Regions from separate parts of the Mus musculus genome. Here regions 2 and 3 are each linked to region 1. Evidence: chromatin contacts called from public HiChIP or PLAC-seq data. All regions are on one chromosome and are shown on one strand. The core of a region is the stretch at or near the end of the contact, and the rest is flanking DNA. Distances in the headings are between cores, read along the strand shown.

Evidence for each region. HiChIP or PLAC-seq counts read pairs in DNA pulled down with a chosen protein or histone mark.
Region 2: an H3K27ac HiChIP or PLAC-seq map of large pre-B cells shows a contact between it and region 1, with 2.4 times the contacts expected there. The contact joins two enhancer-like sites. A contact is called at or near these places in 1 of 15 datasets of contacts at CTCF or cohesin (pro-B cells), 7 of 484 Hi-C or Micro-C datasets (B cells, the G1E-ER4 cell line, the HPC-7 cell line and 4 more), 6 of 115 datasets of contacts at active chromatin or transcription factors (CD8 T cells, the HPC-7 cell line, embryonic stem cells and 3 more) and 1 of 9 other capture datasets (embryonic stem cells).
Region 3: a BATF HiChIP or PLAC-seq map of CD8 T cells shows a contact between it and region 1, with 13 read pairs. The contact joins two enhancer-like sites. A contact is called at or near these places in 3 of 39 promoter capture datasets (HPC-7-derived erythroid cells, embryonic stem cells and hippocampal neurons), 4 of 484 Hi-C or Micro-C datasets (CD4 T cells, CD8 T cells, cerebral cortex and 1 more) and 2 of 115 datasets of contacts at active chromatin or transcription factors (CD8 T cells and effector CD8 T cells).

Annotation. Positions count from the first base shown.
Region 1 is chr12:77,038,179-77,040,818 of GRCm38.p6, reverse strand. It overlaps Gm35189 (a long non-coding RNA gene), which reads left to right. Exons shown (of 5, transcript XR_872836.1): 5 at 793-2,225. Among named protein-coding and RNA genes, the nearest start is that of Gm35189, 16 kb to the left of the region's middle. Within about 2 kb of position 1,323, at least 124 of the 459 cell types and tissues checked have an H3K27ac peak or open chromatin away from gene starts, as enhancers often do. A contact at or near this core is called in CD8 T cells, centroblasts, effector CD8 T cells and 1 more, where this site is marked.
Region 2 is chr12:77,155,649-77,158,288 of GRCm38.p6, reverse strand. The region is part of intron 1 of Gm40446 (a long non-coding RNA gene); the gene reads left to right. Among named protein-coding and RNA genes, the nearest start is that of Gm40446, 35 kb to the left of the region's middle. Within about 2 kb of position 1,333, at least 16 of the 459 cell types and tissues checked have an H3K27ac peak or open chromatin away from gene starts, as enhancers often do. A contact at or near this core is called in centroblasts and pro-B cells, where this site is marked.
Region 3 is chr12:77,112,357-77,114,996 of GRCm38.p6, reverse strand. No RefSeq gene overlaps it. Among named protein-coding and RNA genes, the nearest start is that of Gm35189, 59 kb to the right of the region's middle. Within about 2 kb of position 1,341, at least 29 of the 459 cell types and tissues checked have an H3K27ac peak or open chromatin away from gene starts, as enhancers often do. A contact at or near this core is called in CD8 T cells and effector CD8 T cells, where this site is marked.

The sequences.
Region 1 (2,640 bases), core at 74-2,573:
CGACCCTCTGGAACTAGAGTTACATGCAGTTGTAAGTTGTCCAACACGGGTGCTGGGCACTGAACCCCAGGACCTCTAGAAGAGCAGCAAGTTCTAAGCACTGAGCCATTTCTCCGGTCCAATTCTGTTCTCTTTTTAAAAGAACTATAATTTGGGGTTTAAGATACACTGTAGGTGTTCAGTTTAATGATCCCACATGGGTGTGTCAGTGAAGACATGCTGTGGCCATGTTTCATTGAATTAATGGTGCATTTTAGAGTATGAGAATTAAGGTTATAAATGTCAATAACAATATGGGACACAGGGCACCAGCCTCCATGTCCAGTGTCATGTCCCCCAGGTCACAATGTTCTAAAGCAGGCATTCTGACTACTAAATTCACTCTTCTTTTCGTTTAGAAGGGAAGAGCACAATAGTTCAGCCTTTAGAGTGGGCAGGCGTGATGCGTTGTGTTGTGTGGTTCTGGGATGCAAACCCTGGATCTCCCACAGGCTAGGCCAATACTGTGTCAATGAGCCACACCCCTAGATCCATCGTCTTCATCCTCCAGTCAAAAGAAGTCTGAACCAACCATTCTCTGGGCAATGGGTTTAACCACCAGAGAAGACGGCACTAAAATTAAGTGAAAATGAGTGAAATTGGAACCAGTCTCCAAACTGGGGTGAGGCCCAGCTGGCGCTGGGAGTTCACAGGCAGTGCACACACTGCCACCCCACATCCTCTAGTGAGTCAGTCACCTTCCTGGTTCCACATGAGTGGCCCAACGCTTCACACTTTCTTTCTCTGTCTCAGTTTCTCCCACCCAGCTTCTTGCCTGAGCAGTGTGTGGAGGTGAAGGAAGAAAAAGCTACACAGGCCTTGAAATATCTCTCTCTGCAAGGAAGAGCCAGGAGAGTATCGGGGCCCAGGCAAACTTCCTCCAGGCGCCACCCAAGCCAGCAGCGCAGAAGAGGTGCACTTGCAGGCCAAACCTTTGAGAACTCCTCCTGCTGACGCCAAGCTGCACAGGATGCCAAGAGAGCAGCAGTGCAAACAGAAACCGCGGTGCAGATCCCTTCGTGAAAACCCATTCGGCAGTCTGGCAAGCAGCCCTGCCCTCTGCTACTTTATTCCCTCGATTCATTGACGTAGATTCTTTCATATCATAACAGCAGCTGGCCAAACCCAGCTGGAATGTTTGGTAGCCTTCACCTCCTTCTTTTCAGGGTGAAGGTTGGAAAGAATCCTCTCAAAGAAGACCCACAATGCACTGCAGTAGGAAGGCTAATAGGCCCGCTCTACCCCCACGCTGGATGCACTTCCTCTTCCTAGCTCTAGGGGCGCCACAGCCATGAAGCTGCGCTGCTTTGTCCCGCTGGGGAGCATGCTGGTTGCAGGGCAAGGGCTGCTGCTTGGTAACCACCCCCACCTCACATATGCGAGGTTGATGCGCCTAAGGAGTGCTGGGATTTCACTATGGTTTATCCCTGAACTCATCCTGAAGTGAAGCACTGTGACATATTAGGAGGGTAGACATTTAATCCAACTGTGGAATTTACAGGAAGGGCTTTGGAAGGGTGAATAAGTGAATCCTGGCGGCTTTGTAGATAGAAGATGGGCCCGTGAGATGGTTCAGCAGGTAAAGGCTTGCGGCCAAGCCTGACAACTTGAGTTTCATCCAGGGACCAATATGGTAGAAGCAGAAAAACAACTCCAGCAAATTGTCTTCTGGCCGCCATACAAACACCTCAGCATATGCATGCCCACACAGAAATAAATCAAATAAAAAAATTTTTAATTAAAAATAAGAATAAAAGGAGGAGAAGCAAGGTGTGGTGGCACATGCCTGTAAGCCCAGCAGAGGCAGGAACGTTGCTGAAGGCTTTTGCCTGGTCTGCACAAGGAGTTCCAGGCCAGCCTCAGCTACACACACACACACACACACACACACACGTGCACTTTCTGTCTCTTCCCATGCAATGTTATGTGACGCCTCACAACTGTCAGCAAGGTCATCACCATGGCCAGATATAGTGACGAATGCCTGTAATTTCAGACATCTCTCCACCTGAGGGTAGAAGCAGGAGGGTCAGGGATTCAAAGCAATTTCAAGGCTAGCCTAGGCTACTTAAGAACCTGTTTCTAAAAAAAAAAGAAAAGAAAAGAAATATATAATTACCAGATATAACACTTTGGCCTTGCCCTCTCCGACTCACAAATCAAATTTAACCTCTTTTCATTATAAAGTAGCCTGCCTCTGGTATTTTATTACAGTAATTAAAATGGTATGTAACAGTAATGGATCTTGTTGTTGTTGTTGTTGTTGTTGTTGTTGTTTATTAAACTCCCATTTCAGAGTTGAACTTGTTGGGGACACCTATCCAAAGAGACTGCAGAGATTAGTCCTTCTCTGATCTAACGTACTCCATATCGCATAAAACTGTAGCTCCTTGCCCGAGTGATTCCAGTGTGCTACATTCCACATGCGAGTGCTGAGACAGAAGGATTCAACATCTCATTTACACAAGTGAACAATCACCACCTGCCCAGCGCAGACCATGGCACAGACGGAAAACTCACTTGCACACACTCGTCAAACCAAATTAGGAACATGTGGACACATGGGCAGATCAAAACCAAATCACTAAAACAGACATGCCT
Region 2 (2,640 bases), core at 84-2,583, 120 kb before region 1:
CAGTCTCCTGGTCTCCTGTCATCCTTTTCCTAATCTCCACCTAATTAGAAGTCCCCTGTTCCTACCCCTCTCTAATACTTCCAAAGACCAAGAATAATACACCTAGAGAAAAAGTCCTTGAAAATTGGCCATGTCATCTGAACTTTCTTGGCATTTCCTTGGGAGGCTGAGGGATTGGGAGTACAGAAAGTCAAATAGTGGGAAGTCATGAGGTCTTTTTGGTCTTTAATTGCTTCCATTACAAAAGAAAGAACTGCGGATTACTGAATTTTCTTTCAGCCCTGTCGTATTATATAGAAAATCTCCTCTTTCCGATCTTCTGCATGCATTAACCTGCTTTATATATGCAACACCTCTACTGGGATCATTGCTTCCAGCTGTGCTCTTGGAACTCACCCAGCTGGTGAAGAAGCTGCCTAACACACACATCTGCCTCAGGTGTTTTTGATTACTTTTTAAATTCCAAAATAATTTTTGTGTCACAGCCCTCAAAGTCTAGCCTACCTCCCAGCTTCATCTCCTGTCTCATGACTACAAATTCTAACACTTTGAACAAGCAAGACATAGAAGTCCTTTCTTTTCATATGCTCTTCCATTTGATTAGACTGACCCCCAAACAGAAGCATCCCCACACCTCCTCACCAACACCCTCTTCAAAGTTTACCTCAAATAGCACCTTCTCCAAGAAGGCCCTGTGGAATAACTTTACTACATTGTTTCTCATGCAGGATCATAATCACTGTTTACTCAAGAGAAGCAGGTTGCCTTTTGGTCTGGCCAAAGACTTGGTACTAATGGCATCACTGGTATAGGTGAAACTTGAGAAAGGGGCAGTTTTACAGAACCATACTGTTATTGGATCCTGTGGGAAAGTGGCACCACTTGGGGTGCAGTTGGATGAGCATACAGCAGCTCACTCGAGAGTGACCCTCTGTTGCTTTCTTTGTGTGGGTCAAATTGAGAGGAACTTTTCTAGGAAGGATAAATATTTTGGTGTTCAGACACTAGGCAGCCTGGTAGCCAAAGTGCTGTGAATACTCAGCTAGTGGCTTTCAGTGCCACTTGTCCAACAAGAAGTTTAGGTTTGAGAAAGAGCACACTAATCTTTTAGCAGGTAACCCTGAAAAGAACTCTTGGGACTGTTCAACAGACAATCCTATTTGTCACAACACGTTTTCTATACATATCCCCCAAACCCCAGCTCAGTACCTAGTACAGAAAGGCCGTCAAAAAATAGTGCCAGGTGGCATTTATTTCCTGTTCCCTACCCCTTTGTTTGTTTTAGGATGAATTGGCCCAGGTGTTAGACTCAAGTAAACTTCCACCCCCATCTCCCTGAGTGGCTGGAACCACAGGAGAGCCTCTTTACCATGCCTTAATACTGCTTACTGAGTGTCTAGTACATTCAGATAACTTGACATAATATATCATCAGTTCCCAAAACTGTCTATGAAAGATAAGAATTATTAACTAGACTGAAGACGTGGCTCAGTGGTTAAGAGTATTTACTGATCTTATAGAGGATATGAGTTTGGTTCCTAGTACCCAAAAGACTCACAACTGCTTGTTAAGTCCAGTTTCAAGGGGTCTGTGTCCTTTTCTGGCTGCCATGGCCCCCTGCACACATGTGGTACATATATACACACTCAACACACACACAATAAATATTTTTCATATATAATTTATTTTATTTTATGTTTGTTGGTGTCTTGCATGCATGTATGTCTGTGAGGGTGTCAAAAACCCTGGAACTGGAGCTACAGACAAGTGTGAGCTGCCATGTGGGTGCTGGGAATTGAACCCGGGTCCTCTGGAAGAGCAGCCAATGTTCTTAACCACTGATTCATCCAGCCCCCAAAATAAATGGGTACTCTTAAAAAAATTATTGACTGCATTTTATAATGATAAGAACCTAAATATCTCTCAAAGCTAGAGATATTAAATGTTGTACCTAAGATCATCTGCTAGTCAATAGAGCAGCTGGCATCTGAACCCACATATGTGTAACTGTGAAACCAGTATCCCTCCCCCACATTATGTGGCTTCTTAGTGTACATGTAGGTCTCTCTGACTGCCCACTCATCTTCATCCCTATCTTCATCTTTCTCTGGTTCCACTCCCCAGGGTGGATACTCATAACTGGTCCTGAAGCCCACGCCTGAGTGCACTTGAGCAGGCATGTGCTCTAGAACGAGGCTTCCTGGCTTCCCTGTGTTGTCACAGCTGTCTGGGTTGTCTTCTACTTTCTTTATACTCTGTCTCACCTGGGCTGACTTTCAGACCCAGTGAGTACTTGAAAAATATCGATCAAATGCTATCAGGAAACAACACGAGTCGGGACAGGAACCAAAGCTGATCCCCTGGCAAGGCCTTTGGGTGCTGAATGAACCAGGCTCAGTCAAGTCTGGAGCAGGAAAGAGCAGCCTTTTTGCTTGCAACGTGCCCAGGGAGTTGTTCAGAACAGGATGGCTCTGGCAACAGAAGCTCTTACATTCCCCAGGGTCTTGTAAGCCCTAGCAATCTCCATCTTCCTTCCCCTCCTCCCCACCAACAGCAGTTATTAAGCAGCCTAATTATTAAAGACGACGGGTGGAAGAGAAAGGTAGGAAATTGGAGGGTTGGATCAAGCTCTTTAGAAAG
Region 3 (2,640 bases), core at 92-2,591, 74 kb before region 1:
ATCCAGTAGAAATGGACAGCTGGAAATAAGAATCCATGGCTTGAACCTTCTCTGATCTTGTAAGCTAGAATGAGGACTTGTGCTGGTAATAAAGGCTTCTTCCACTGAAGGCTATGTTTGAAGTTGTTTGGTTTGGGACTCAGAGGGTCTAGTCTTAGTTACTTATCTATTACCATGACCATGACAAAACATTATGACCAAGGCAACTTATAAAATGAAGCATTTACTTGGGGGCTCATGGTTCCAGGGGGCTAGAGTCTGTGACCGTTATGGCAGGGAGGATTGCAGTCCAATCAATTTAAGCTTATCCCGAACTAGATTACAAATAAATAAGACTCCGACTATGGTTATTTTATTTGGCTCTGACAATTACTGGTGGGTCACCCCTAATCTACTCTTCAGCCTGCCTACCTCCCCAGTGGTGTACCCCCAGATACTTGTTGTTTCTCCTGGCCACACATTCATGGTCCACCTCCCTCATGGCTTCTTCCTTTCTTCTCCTTCCTCCTTCCCTTCTGCTCCCACCTCCCTCTTCTCTCTTCCCCACCCCCAACCAAGTAACTCAAAACTCACCTACTTCTAATCCCTCCAGTAATTGCTTGTAGCCAGTTTTATTTAACCTGTAATTTCATATCAAGGAACAAGGTTTGTACAACAAAAGCTTGTAAACATGAGAATTCACTTGTAGGCCTAGACCTTCAGGTACAAAATTTGGCATTACAATGCAAAGCAACAGACCAAACCTCAACAGAAGATAGCAGTAAGCAGGCAGGCTTACTGACAGCAGCAGCCGAGAACTTAACGTGTTGAGACAAGGCAGAAAGGGAGCTAGCTGGGAATGGCCTAGGCTTTTGAAACCTCAAAGCCTGCCCCTAGTAACACACCTGCTCCAATAAGGCCACACCTCTTAATCCTTCCCAAACAATTCTACCAGCTGTGGACCAAGCATTAAATTGTATGAGCCTGTCTGGGTCATACATTAAAATCACCACGTTTAGTAACCTTGTGGCCTTGAATTAGTTCACTCCCCTAAGATAGAATCTCCCAAGTGGTAGGAAGTGAATGGCTCTGAACAACCCAAACAACTCAGTGCTCAGAGTGGCTGGGCAAGGCTCAGAGCAGCAAGAATCCTGGCAGCCTCATACTTTTCTTGACTTATTATATACATGTGTGTTTGTGTTTGTGTGGGTGTATGTATGTATGTAGATACTTTCAGATTTTCTATGTGTCATAATATAACAGTCATAATAAAAAGAAGGTAGGAAGTGGTAAGAGCCACATACTGAGCTGATGATATCCTGCCTCGTTACTGTGAAGATCACAGAGATACAAATAGGAAATGCTTGAAAAGCTGCCAGCACTTCAAAGCAGGAGGCATCGTAAGTGTCAGGTGGTGGCTACTAGCACAGTACAGCATTAAACTATTTCTCCAAACCTATTTTCTGGATCAGATCCCTTGATCAGAAGAGAAAAAATAAATCGACACAAAGAGATCAAAGTATTCCCCTTATTTCTGATATACCTGTTGTGAGCTGTGTAGGCAAGTGAGCATTTTAATATTGGGCCCCAGTATTGGACCCATTTACTCAGGACCATTTCAGGCAACTCTAAGGAGCTACATTCATCACCTGGAACTACAATGCAAAGAAAAAACCTGTTTTCTGTGGATGAAAAAGGAGGTTAGAGGGCTGGTCCATGCCTGTGAAGTTTCTTCTTCCAAACTTGACTATGGTAAGCATTCACATCTCTGTGGGAAGGAGCATGTGGCAGAATGGAAGGAGGACGGGAATGTGGCACTAATGGAGTAGCCATTAGAACCCTTCATGTGGAAGAATGTACGTCGGAACACTGCTTGAGATGTGCAGTTTCTTATGTCTGCTGTTCCTGGGCAAGCATGGGCCTACACACACTGGACTTTTACAACATTGCTAGTAAAAGTCCTGGAGCCCATTCCATTAGAAGCCATTTTGACATTTCTTTTATGGAGCCCAGGCTGATCTTGAAGTTATGATGCTCATTGCCTCGAGGAGGATGCAGGCTTTCTGACTCTCTCACCAAGCCTGAATCCTAGCAGGTGTTTCTACTGGATTCTACTAGTTCTTTTGGAGGCATAGCCCAAGACCTGCTCCTCTAACCCATCCATAAAGTTCTTCTTGAGATTGGCCTTGAACTTGCTGTGTAGCAAACAATTACCTTGAACTTCTGATTCTTCTGTCTTCACCTTCCAAATGCTGAAATTACAGGTATGTGCCACCATTCCTAGTTTAAGTGGAACTTGGAATCAAACCCAGAGATTTAAAAATGCTAGGCAAGCATTATACAAACTGAACTACATCCCTACCTCTTCATCCATGAATTTTTAAAGACCTAATTTAATAGAAATAAATGCTTTTCCATTTAGAGTGTTGTTGTGGTTGGGACATAAAGTGCCTCTCTAAAAGGCTGGTAGATTAAAGGTTTGGTCCCCAGATGGTGCTCTGTTTTGGAAAATGCTGAAAACTCTAAGAGGTGGGGCCTAACTGGAAGTAGGTCACTGGTGGGCAGATCCTTGGAGGTATTTTATTCCTGGGCCTTTTCGGTCTCTCTTTAGGATTCCTATTCACCAAAAGATGAGTAGTCCTTATTATAAGCTCCTCCCAC